3 separate regions of the Mus musculus genome follow, and all the other regions are linked to region 1. The links are chromatin contacts, called in public Hi-C and HiChIP or PLAC-seq maps. All regions are on one chromosome and are shown on one strand. Each heading gives the region's core, a stretch centred on a gene start, on an enhancer-like site or on the middle of the called end of the contact. The rest is flanking DNA. Distances are from core to core; before and after follow the strand shown.

Evidence for each region. Hi-C and Micro-C count contacts between places; a contact is called where the count stands out from the background. HiChIP or PLAC-seq counts read pairs in DNA pulled down with a chosen protein or histone mark.
Region 2: a contact with region 1 is called in an H3K27ac HiChIP or PLAC-seq map of embryonic stem cells, with 4 times the contacts expected there. The contact joins the promoter of Rpe here to the promoter of Ccnyl1 in region 1. A contact is called at or near these places in 2 of 39 promoter capture datasets (both in liver) and 2 of 115 datasets of contacts at active chromatin or transcription factors (embryonic stem cells and large pre-B cells).
Region 3: a contact with region 1 is called in a Hi-C map of B cells, with 5 read pairs. The contact joins the enhancer-like site here to the promoter of Ccnyl1 in region 1. A contact is called at or near these places in 3 of 39 promoter capture datasets (embryonic stem cells, hippocampal neurons and pre-B cells) and 1 of 484 Hi-C or Micro-C datasets (B cells).

Annotation. Positions count from the first base shown.
Region 1 is chr1:64,688,792-64,692,950 of GRCm38.p6, reverse strand. It overlaps Ccnyl1 (cyclin Y-like 1), which reads right to left and starts at 1,606. Exons shown (of 10, transcript NM_001097644.1): 1 at 1,551-1,606. The coding sequence starts at 1,560. It overlaps 2810408I11Rik (RIKEN cDNA 2810408I11 gene), which reads left to right and starts at 2,292. Exons shown (of 2, transcript NR_038009.1): 1 at 2,292-2,487.
Region 2 is chr1:66,698,011-66,702,095 of GRCm38.p6, reverse strand. Rpe (ribulose-5-phosphate-3-epimerase) reads right to left here and starts at 1,265. Exons shown (of 6, transcript NM_025683.3): 1 at 1,068-1,265. The coding sequence starts at 1,189. It overlaps Unc80 (unc-80, NALCN activator), which reads right to left. Exons shown (of 65, transcript NM_001368824.1): 65 at 2,946-4,085.
Region 3 is chr1:66,774,685-66,778,622 of GRCm38.p6, reverse strand. Kansl1l (KAT8 regulatory NSL complex subunit 1-like) reads left to right here. Exons shown (of 15, transcript NM_001122738.1): 3 at 515-656. All of the region lies in intron 1 of Gm46093 (a long non-coding RNA gene), which reads right to left. Among named protein-coding and RNA genes, the nearest start is that of Gm46093, 38 kb to the right of the region's middle. Within about 2 kb of position 2,247, at least 2 of the 459 cell types and tissues checked have an H3K27ac peak or open chromatin away from gene starts, as enhancers often do. A contact at or near this core is called in B cells, where this site is marked.

The DNA.
Region 1 (4,159 bases), core at 357-2,856:
CAGAAGCAGTTTCAGTCATATCTTAACTTTGCATCCTCATCAACAATACAGTGAGAATGCATACAGGCTTCCTTTGTATCTGGGAGGAACAAATAGGCATACATGATACTGTGCTGTAATCCCTCAAGAATTATAAAAAGGTCCTATTTGGACTCTCACTCAACACTACCCATATACTGTTTGTAAATCCAGAGGCTTAACTTACAACATTGAAACTGGACAGTTTTCATAAACACACACTCCACTGTTTAAAGATACAATTACCTTTACATTCTTTTACAACATTTGACTATTACAAAAAGTTACAAAAGTGTATCGATCATGGGCCTTAAGTTATTCTAAAGGAACTCATTTGTAGTGAAGCCAACAAGCCAATGTAGCTTAAACATCTCATGATACGTTGTCTTATAGATCTGTAGCCTTCATTCAATAACCACACTGCTATCTAGAATTACTTTTTACCCAATTCACAGATTTTCAAAAATTTTATAATTATAAAACACCAAGTATTTCCTCTTCTCCCTCCTACCTACCCAGCCAGCTCACCCTGCAATGGATCAGTTTTCGAGCTTCAACTTTCTTAGCACCAAGTAAGAACCTCCAGGCTGAAGGTGTGCAGGGAAATGGAGCCATAGAAACAAATATTACAGGCACCCGCAGGGGGCTGTCTTCTTAAATCCCAAACCTTTACATTACTAATTTAAAGCTAAATTTAAGCTTTTGGCTCCATTTAAACGCCCAATGAACAATCTCTCCCCACCCTGCTTCCTTTGGAAGAGGTAAAATAAATGAAATTTGTTAAATGGCGATGTATTTACCAAAATGATAATTTTAAAGCAAGCAGAACTACTCCTTGTTAGGGAGGGGAAGCAGTACTTTTCTGAAGCCTGGAAAGAAACTAACATCTTTCACAGAAGTCTCCTCTTTCTGTGTTCCAACTATAACTGAAAGTAATAAAGCAACCTTTATTATTGAGGCTACTTTCAAAATCCTACTTAATACCATACACATTTTGGTGGCAATCTCTACTTGAACGTAAATAAGAAATCTTTAACCATGCTGAATCTAGATTGCTCTAGTATCAGTTACTCAACTCGTTCAGAGCAAGAGGAACATTATGCTCTTACCTTACGTACCATCTGCCTAAGTAAGGACAGAGAGATGGGATGGCTATTCTGAGGTTAGGGGTACCTGGGAGTTTTATTAAGAAAAGGGGCAATTATAGTCTCTTGAAGTCTTAAGTTCCACTGGACGGTACACAGCAGTACAAAGAGGAAGCGGTGCCGGGTACAGGGTCCCGGGTCAGAATGAGAGAATGGGAAGAGTGAAGAACTGGGCGTAGGGGTGGGAGAGAAACTGGCCAGACGTGGCCGAGAAAGAATAAGGGGTGGGAACACGAGCCACAGCCCTCATTCCCGGTGTCCAGGCCTGCGCCAGGAATAATCCCGGCAGGAAGGAACCCGAGGCGGCGGCCGCCTCCCAGCGGGACCCAGGGAGTCGGTGGAGGCCAGAGGTGCGCCACGGCCCGGACGCGCCCGCTGCCTCCTCACCTTCGGGCATCTCTCGGTCACTGATGTGCTGCAGGTGGTGGCCCTCGCCGGCTCCGAAATCCAACTCGGCGGGCTCCACGGCCGCAGCGGGCGCCGGCGCTACCGCCACCGCGTCCCCGGCCGCCGCCTCGTAGACCTCGGACTCGTAGTCGGGCTCTGCCGGCCCCGCGCGCCGGCCCAGCTTGGGGCTGGCATTGGGGGACACGCAACAGGTCAGCGTGTTCCCCATGGGGAGCGTCCGCTCCGCTCGGCCGACGCCTGCGCCTCCGCTCGCCCCGGACTCCGCGCCCGCCCCCTCCCCCAACAATGGCGCGGTCGGCGCCGGCAGCCCCGGGCAGAGCGGGGCTGCGCCCGCCCGCACTCGCCGCCGCGCCCGCTGCGCGCCCGCCCGCCCCGCCGCCCAGCCCGGGGCAGGGCTCCGGCCTCGGCCGCACCCCCGCCGGCTCGCCGCCGCCGCCTCCCCACAGCGGACTAGTCTGCGAGGGCGGCGACCAGCCCGGCTTATTTAAAAGGGGTGGGGACCCGACAAGCGCTGGGAGACGCAGCCACTGCGGGCCGAGAGCGCGGCCGGAGCTCCTCCTCCTTCCGTCGCCGCCTCCGAACTGAAGGCCGCTAGCCGGCTCCTGCCAACCGGAACGCGCTCCGCGGTCACCTGGTGACGGGTAGCCAATCAGACCCGGACTTCCCTCCACGCACCCGCCTACGGCCCAGGCACGTGACTCACAAAGCCCCGCCCCGTCCCTTAAGCTGAGCCGCGCGAATTCTGGTTTCCATTCATCTCGAGCTGCGCCGAGTCCGGCTCCTACTGGGGAGCTGCGGCAGTTTGTTACTCGAGGCCGCCCTTCAAGGCGGGCCCCGAAGGTCCGGCCTGGTGAAGAGTTGGTTTTGTCAGCAGTTTGGTCTCTCCATGTTTGACAGCTTCCCTTTGCTCACCCAAGTAAGTTGCACTGGACTTAGCCGGTTGTATATGGCTAAATGCTCTTCTCCTGTCTTCCCAGTGTTACGTTCTCGCTTGCAACTTGGCCATAGCAACCCCGGGGCTCGCTCCTTACTCTCAATAAAGAGTCGTGACTGTGTCTTGCATGAAACCCGAGGACACGTCACTCTTCAATTTCCTCGTACGTCAAATAAGGACCAAACTCTCGGTTCAGAAAAGCTGGGAGCCAGCAACTCCGGTTTCGCTTGTTTTCTGCCATCACAAGACAGGAGTTTCCAGACTTTGTTTCTTTAACTAGCAATGCAGAGAACAGTTTTCTCCCACAAAATAGAGAACCACACTGTGGGGTGCCCACAGTCCTAAGTGATGGGGATGGTAGAGAGCAATTGACCTTTAGCATGCACCAAGTATTGCCAACCATGCCAACCGAGCTCCCTTAGCGCTAAGTCTAAAGAGCAGTCCAATGTTCGATCTCCCAGATTTTACTGATCGGTGGCAGGGTAGGGGGAGCATGCAGAAACTGAGTAACTTTCTCAAGGTTACATGACAAGGTTACTGCTCGTGTAGGGGCCAGAATAGTCTGGATTCCAGGTTTATCTCCGAGTACCTGTGAAAGGAAGTCACGGTTAGGGAAAATGACAGAGACTGTTGGTGCTTGGTAGTGTTCATTTTAAGGAAGAGCAATCTTTTCACTTGGGGATTTTAAATATCTTCCCTAATTGAATCTTCTCGTTCATTTCTGTTCCTGAAGTCCAGCAGTCCAGGCTCCCAGTAAATTTAGGCAAATGAGAAGCAAAGATTTGGAGAATCTAGCTGTACGAGTTCACACTGCTGCTCTTGGAGTACAAACACAAATATCTGACCCCAAAGTCAATGAGGTCAAGAGTTTAGTTGTTTTCTTTTAATGTATATATTTATTGTATTTGTATGAGTACACTGTGGCTGTCTTCAGACACATCAGAAGAGGCATTGGCTCCCATCACAGATGGTTGTAAGCCATTATGTGGTGGCTGGGAATTGAACTCAGGACCTCTGGAAGAGCAGTCAGTGCTCTTAACCGCTGAGCCATCTCTCCAGACCAAGAGTTTAGATTTTATACTGGAAATAAGTGTTGAACATGAAGTTCAGAAGTCATTGTCATGTGTATTTAAGACTATGTTATTCTGGACAGTAAGAAGGAAGGGAAGAAAGGTCTAGTTAAGGAAGCCTAGTCTTTTCCTAGGAAAGAAAGACAACTCCAACAAAGGGCACTGGTGACTAAGTGGACAAAGAACTTATTTCCTAAGTGAAATAGGAAGTACTTACCTATTGGATATGGAGGGAGAACAGAAGTAGAAGGCAAAAAAAAAAAAAAAAAAAAAAAAAGTCTAAAGTTCTGATTTAGAGGGTAGGCGGGTTTTGATGCCGCTCCCCTAGACAGATAAAAAGAAGAATAAGTTTGGAGAAGAAAGTTTTTGACATTGTTAAGTGTTGTATGAAAATGAATCCTGAGGGGAGAAGAAGGCAGAGGGTATATAACTAAAGAAATTTTCTCTTAAGATGGGAGAAAAAGCAAGATGAAAGTACTTTAATACTAAAAGAGTAAGAGCCCATGAGCACAACACAATTTCAGACTTCGAAGAAAAGGAGGAATTAATAAGTGATGTCCCCAAGAAGGCAGAAATATCTGGGA
Region 2 (4,085 bases), core at 16-2,515, 2.0 Mb before region 1:
AACTGAGTGTGGGGACCCGTGCCCATAATCCCAGCATTTGGGAAGCTGAGGCAAGATTTTGAGTTTGAGGCCAGTTAAGATTTATACAGACCTTGTCTCAAAAAAACCAGAAAGAACAGCAAAACCTCCAACAAGAAACGAAACTGATGTAAATAACACATATTTGCCAATGTGACTGAGGGCAAACAGATTTTGCTTATTTGAAATAAATTTATTTTTCTATCTCACTCCCAAGGTCTTTTATAATTTTATGTAAACTTTCGGTGGGAAATGCTAGTCAAAAAGCCAAGAAGATTCAAGTTCCAAGTCTGTCACAATCTTCTGTAATCTTGAGCAAGTCCTCCAGCCTCCTTTGGGTCTAGGTTTGTTTCCTCACTTTAGAACCAACTTAGGAAACTTGTACCCTGATTCTGAGCATTATAACTACAGTGCTTAAAAATTACTTACAAAAAAACTGACCTCCCTGAAGAGCAGGGTGCCTGAAGAGAAAATAGACAGGAAAATCAGAATTCGAATGGGTTATTCGATACAACTAACAACTGCAGAGAATCTGTTACACGCCAGGCACTGGACTTGCTCGTTTCAAGTTCCCCAAGACGCGGAAGCGTTCTATGATCAATAATCCTTCCATTTTCCTCACACTGAACCCGAGTCCCAATCAAGGCTGAAGCGGCTTGCCTAAGACAAGTCGGCAAGTGGTCGAACTCCGGAAGCCCATCCAGGTGTCAAGCTGAGGCTGTCTGCCGGCTTTGTCGAGAACTAGTTAGTTATCTGAGTTCGATCGAGCAAGTCGCGCCTGTCCCGTTGGGCCTCAGTTTCTCTACGAGTTCACCAGAGGAAGATCCTGAACACTGGAGGTGGCTCCCGGGTCCTATCACCACAGGTTACGGGGTGGCGGGGAAAGGACCGGGCCCCAAAGTCAGCCAGGGCCGGCTCGGTGCCCTCGGCAGCGCGCTTGGCCAGGCAGCCCGTCGTCGCACAGGGGCGCCGTGCACCCAACAGGCGCTCGCTGAGGTGCAGCGACGCCGACCCGCGCGGCCAGCCCGCCCCGAGCCCCGCGGAGTTACCCGTCCATTACATCCAGGTGCAGGTAGTCGGCCCCCGAGTCCAGCATGCGCAGGCACTCGGCCCCCAGGTTGGCCAGGTCGCTGTTGAGGATGGACGGGCCGATCTTGCAGCCCGACGCCATGGTGCCGGTTCCCTAGAGCGAGTGAGCCCACGAGAGCCCGGGCCAGCCAAGACTCCGTCCCGATTGGGCGCGCCGCACTGGCTCCGCCCCCTCCCACCTCGCACTCTCTTCCGGACTCTGCCGGAAGCAGCTGCCCTGCGGCGAGGAAGTCCCGCCTCCTCCTGGGGGGGGGGCGTCAGCTGGCTGGCTAGGGGCGGAGCCAGGTGCAGAGCTTCTGCCTTCTGTCTTGGATTTCCAAGGATCTTCTGGCTTCTTTTCCTTTTGAAAGGGAAAATAGTTTATTGAGTACAATGTAAGAAGTTCTACGGGTTGATCAGCTAGACTACCACCTACAATGTAGGAAATTTGTTTTTATTTTTTTCTCTGTTTCATACACGTATAGCATATATTGTGATCATATTCAACCCCATTACCCTTTCTTACCCCAGCCACTCCTCCTGACCCCTTCTTCCCAATTAACTCCTCTCCTACTTAAATAACTTCACCTCACGTGTCTGTAGGTTTTGTGCAGGGAGCCACAGTTGCTTATGCAATCATTAATTGCAGCATTCCGTTGAACTTCCCCCACCCTCTGTCTCTTACAGTCCTCTCTTCTGAGATGTTCCTTAGTCAAGCTGCTGATAACTGGTGACTGCTGAGTACTCAGTGTAGGAATTTTTGCAGTAGCTGAAAGTATAACGTAAAAACAAAATTCTAGGCCTTTAGGCCCAGGCATGGGAATGTGACCTCTGTGACTTAATGATGCTAATCATAAAACAGATAGCGACATTCCTCCACCCACCCGCTTCCTGGGTTCAAAGAGTGTTCATTCAAAGAAAGTCACCCTGACCATTGCTATGCAAATGTGCTATTGTTAGGGGCTCTTAGAAACTGTCTTGAGAGATAACTGGAACAATTACCAGGTATTCCTTGTGACTCTTGTGACTTTGCACTTCCTTGGGACTCTTAACTGGTATCTTTGGTATTTTCCAACAAAGCCCTCCCCACTTCCTTGAGTTGTGGTTTCTTCCTTTAAATACCTCCTTACCCAGCTAATCGGTGTGCCACAGACCTCTACCCCTGCGTGGTGTATGACCGTGGGCCCGAGAGCCCTCTTGAATAAGTTTGCAGTAAGACCGTTTCTTGTGTGATTTGGGGTGTCGCCTCTCCTGAGTCAGAACGTGGGGGAGTCCTCACGTTGTGGGTCTTTCATAGCCAGTCTGATAGAGTTGCTATCCAGCCATAATTCTTGAAATGGATAAGTGGCGTAATGTCAAACGTATCCAGAGTCTGGGCCAGGAAAAAATGAAAAGGTACATGAAGATACACGTGGATAGAACAAGAGCAATTCCTAAAGAACAAGGATAGGGCTCTCATAGTTTTATTAAAAGCATGCTGGTAATTTAGATGCCATGGTTTCTGCAGGGGACACAGTTAGAAGACAATAGTCTTTAATATTCTGACTTGGGGATATACCAGCATTCCGGGTCATAATCCGGGCAGTGAAGTCAATTTGGCTTGCTGTCTTCCATATCTACATTTTGCTTTATTTTGAAAGATAGAAGATGAGAAACAGAAGTAGGTAGGTATCAAATATGGCGGTAGAGGGACTGGGGGTGTTTACCCATTAGTGACTTTAAGCTAAAAATGGCTTTAGGCTTCCACTTTAGAGTGGAAGTCTGAAGAACAAGAGATGAAGGAAGGCACAGACCAGGTCTTGAAAAATGATCCTGAATGAGCTATCCCATTCCCAATGGAAAGAAGTGAAATTAGAGCACATTAAATGATCTTAGATTTATTTTATTATATGTGCATATTCAAACACAGAAATCATTAGCTTTCATAAATATCTTTCATAAACATCTCAGTATTTATTCAGATGCATTTTCCATGCTCTTTGGTCATTCAGTATTCATAACAGACTTTATAGTCATCTGAAGGAAGTTGGCTGTGTAGTCAATCCTTTGTCTTCACCTACAAAATGGCTAATAAAGGACTTTAATCCCATGGTCACAGTGACTATTAAAAATATCATGGAGGTACGTAGATTTATGATCCTAAATGATCTTTAAATAATATAAGTAAATTTATCATAAACTTTTCCAAATACATTCTGCCCTCTATTTGTGTTTATTCTCCTGAGTGTCAGATCAAAGTTTGCTTCTAAAATGCTGCAGTTGAGACCCACAAAAATAAATGAGGAAGTGGGCTAGTTTACTCACTGCTGAGACACAAGGCCATGGATTGGTAGTGTGAGGTCACAGAGTGAAAGTGGGACTCTATGTGACAGCAGCAAATTCGGGAAAGTTCTCTGGTAAAGTATCCTGTGTAACTCAAGGAAGGTACTTAGTTCATGTTTTGGACTATAATTCTATTCATTTATGACCTTTTCTTCCCTATGGATCTCAGTACACACTCAATTATTTCCTCGGAAACTCTAGGAGTGGGCAGCAAAGTGGAGAAAGTTCTTCACTGACTAAAAGAACAGATGCTAAAAGAGAGATGCCATCCTGGCTTAAGTTACTCTTGGAGGCTTGAAGCAGAAAACCAACAGATGCCTCCAGCACTGCCATGTGCCCAGTGGTACCCCTTGACAGTGTTGTTCTCAGTGACTTGTTCCAACGCACTCAGTAACTCACTTCCCTTGTCATAAGAATCAAATAATCTAATAGAATTATAGAAAACACTGAATGCTGCGAATGAAAGAAAAATGTCTATTCTAGAAAATTCTGCATCCAGGATTTAAGCTGCTTTAATCTGGATAGTACACATGGGTACTCACTATCATGGATGATGTATTTTTATTTCTCAAGGTTTCTCTATAAAGTTGCTTTCCAAAGGAGCAATTTTAATTGGATGTAATTGTTTAATACCTGGAAAGTGGGTGCCTGTTTTATCCTTCCTCTGAATGAGATAA
Region 3 (3,938 bases), core at 998-3,497, 2.1 Mb before region 1:
TTTTTGTAAATTATTGTCAATGCCTTTAATTTTAAGTATTAGTAATATAATGATGCTATAGTCTACTAAGTAGAAATTACAGTTAAATCAGGTACACTAGAGTTTAGTAAGTGAATTTAGGTATAGTTCAGATGGGTTATCTAGTACTTGACTTCCACTTTTACTTGTAAAATCCTCACAGAACAGATGTTACGGGATGTTGGAGTTGTTATTCTTGTTTCCTTTTCCTTACTGGTTCATTCCCCATGCAAGCCCTTAGCATCAGTAGCATATTAAATTACAGAGGGATTATCCTACTGTTAGGTACATAATATTGACGAAAGCCAAGTATTCATGTGGTAGAAAGGTAAGGAATCAAATTTCCTTTGATAAGAAATCAGTCTGCTATTTTCCCTTGATGTAGTGTACATGTCTTCTAAAAGAAATTACATTTTATGAAACTAGTCAAGGAAGTTATTAGCACTCTGACAATCTGACTTTGTGCTTTGACTAACAGTGTTTGTTTTGTTCCCAGCAACTCTAGTACTGAATGGAAGTGGCTTGTAGACAGAGCACAAGTTGGCAGCCGATGGACTTGGCTTCAAGCTCAGATTTCAGAGCTGGAATACAAAATCCAGCAGCTAACAGATATCCACAGGCAGATTCGTGCCTCTAAGGTATTGTTAGTTTTTTGTTAAAATTGTTACCTGTATAATTTTTCACATAAATTAATTTTTATTAAATTTCATGAAAGGAGCTAGTTTCAGGTTTTCAAATATTAATTTCTTAATATTAATGTTGCTTTTCTCAAGCCTGTATATATATACATATATGTATATATAATTTGACAGTATGTTTAAACAATTAAAAACATTGAGCTTAAGTTAATAGAAATATTATACATTTTAAAACCTTTTTATTGTCAAATGTGTGTATAACACAATTTGTTAATGTATTCATTTTTATGTGTACAACATAATAGTATTAAGTAATTTAATAATATCAGGCATCCATTTTCTTTCTATTTCTTTTCCTTTTTTCCACCTTTTTTTTCTTTTTGTAGCCTTGGCAATCCTGGAACTCATGTTGTAGATCAGGCTGGCCTGAATTCATAGAGATTTGCCTGCCTCTGCCTTCAGAGTGCTACGGTTAAAGGCATGCATCACTCCCTGCCTGGCCTCTTTTAAGACTGAAAACTATACCTATTAAACAGTGACTATCTAGTTTTCAGTCTCCATAACATTAATAACCATGTCTGTTTATAGTGGAAACATAATAATACCTAGGTTTTTTGTGGCTGGCTTATTATATAGCCCGTGGTCCTTTCATTTATGGACATTGTAGTATATACTTGAATTTCCTTTTTGAAAGCTGAATAGCTGTATATTCATCACATTTTGTTTACCAATGATAGATATGTAAATTGTTTCACATTTTAGCTGTTGTCTGTGTGCTGTGAATAGAGTGAAAGAAATTCTCTTTTCAAAGCACTCTTTTCAGTGGAACAAGGATGTATGCCTTTAACCACAGCACATGGGAAAGGGAGGCAAGTGGATTTCTTTGAGTACAGGTCTCCCTGCCTAGATAGTGATTTCCAAGCCAGCCAGGGCTCAATGGTGTGATCCTTTCTGAGAAACAAAGAAACCAAAAAAAAAAAATCTTTTGGCTATACATCCAGAAATGGAGTTAGAGGATTGTATGATAATTCTGTTTTTAATTTTTAATGAACTATAGTATATAATAGTTTCCATTTCTCTAAGTTGTGGCCAACAGTTTGGTTTTTTGCTTATTTTTTAACTGATAATAATACTGAATGTCAGGTGGTATCTCTTTTCAATTTCAGTTTACAATTTCCTAGTATTAATGGTGTTTAGATATTTTTATGTTTATTGGTTATTTGTATATGTTCTCTGGAGAAATATCTATAAATCAGGCCTTTTGCCTATTTCTGAGTGGCTTTGTTGTTGCTGTATTTTAGGGAGTCTTTATCTTGATAATAATTGCTTACATAGTATTTAATTTTCATATCTTTATTCTTTTGTTTGTTGTCTTTTTACTTTATTATTTTTATGAAGTCTATTTTATCTATTGTATTTTTATCTGTGCCTTTGGTGTTCTTATATTTTCTTCAAGGATCTTCTAGTGAGGTATTTGGTCCATTTTGAGTTAATTTTGGTATGTGGAGTTAGTTCTTTTGCATGTAGATCTCCAGTTTTCCCAGGGGCATTAGTTGAAAGATCATACTTTGCTTTTTCTGTTGAATGGTTTTGACACTATTTCTCAAAACTCATTTGACCATATATGCAAATACTTTCTCTGTTCTTTGTTCTACTGTTCTATACATCTGCCTATGTTTATACTGCTGTTATATTATTTTGGTTATTCTAGTCATTTTAGAATCAAGGAGTAGGTCTTCCAGTTTTTGGTTTATGTTTTGTTTCTATTTCCTAGCTATAGTGAGTAGAACAGCAATGAACACAGCTGAACAAATTTCTGTGGAGTAGAATGTTGAACCCTTTGGGCATATGCCAAGGGGCGGTATAGCTGAGTCATACAATATATATATTGTTTAACCTTTTGAGAGTTCTCTCCACTGATTTCAACAGTACCTGTACCTATTTGCAATACCCACAGCAGTAAACGAGTACTCAGCGTTTGATGTAGGTTGTTTGTTGATTCCAGCCATTCTCACTAGGATCAAATGAAATCACAAAGTTTTGATTTAGATTTTGCTAATTGCTATGGATGGTGAACAGATTTTGAGATATTTCTTAGTAATTTTTTCCTTCTTTTGAAACTCTCCATTCATGTCCCAGACTCCTCTTTGTATTTTTTAGTTCTATGTTGTGGATATTAAACCTCTGTCAGATGTCTAGCTGGTGAAGAGTCTCTCCCATTCTGTGGTCCTCCTCTTCACCTGGCTCTTTCTTTAGCTATGCAGAGGCTTGTTACTTCTGTGAAATCTCACTAAACAATCGAAGCCTTGCTTCTTGGGGAAAACGGTGACCTTTCCTACCCTCAACCATGTAGGGCACTCCCTGTGTTTTCTTCCAGTAGTTTTGGATCTCAGGTTTGGTCGTTGATCCACTTATAGTTTTCAAGCAAGGTGATAAAAAATGGGTCTAATTTCATTCTTCTGCATGTGGTCATCCAATTTCCTCAGAACTATTTGAGAAGATGATTTCTTTTTTTCTTCCAGTGTGTGTTTTTGGTCTCTTTGTCAAATATTAAGTGGCTAAGTGAGATGTGGTCATATTTGGGTCTTTGCATTTTGTTCCATTAGCCCCATGTCTGTTTTTGTGTCTATATGTTGTGTTTACTACTGTGGCTCTGTAATTTATCTCAAATCTGGAATTAAACTCCCTGCATTGTTTCTTTTTTTGTTCAGAATTGCTCTGGATAGCTGGGATCTTTGTGATTCCATATGAAGTTTAGAATGCCTTCTGTTTCTGTGAGGAATGAGATTGGAATTTTGATTTGGATTGCACTGAATCTGTAAATATATTTTTCCAGAAATGACATTTTCACAATGTTAGTACTAACAACCCATGAGCAAGGGTGTCTTTCCATTTTGTAATGTCTATCTCTTTTTTTCCAGTGGTTTTCATTATAGAGGTTCTTCATTTCCTTGGCTTGGCTTATTCTGAGGCCATTGTGAATGGGAGTGTGTCCATCATCTTTTCTTTTCTGTCTGTTCATGTATTTTGTGCAAGTTGATCTATGATGCTGAATTTTATCATTTCTAGAAATTTTATGATAGACTTTTTGGGATCTCTAATATCATATATCATCTGCAAAAGGGATGGTTTTACTTTTTTACATTTTTGTATGGAAAATTTAAATTTTTTTATTCTTATTTTGATATTTAATTCATGTGGCTCAGTATATGGTCTGGAAATGTACAATGTATATGGTGCTGTTGAATAGTTCTTAAATAGCAATAGAAGACAATGGTGGGC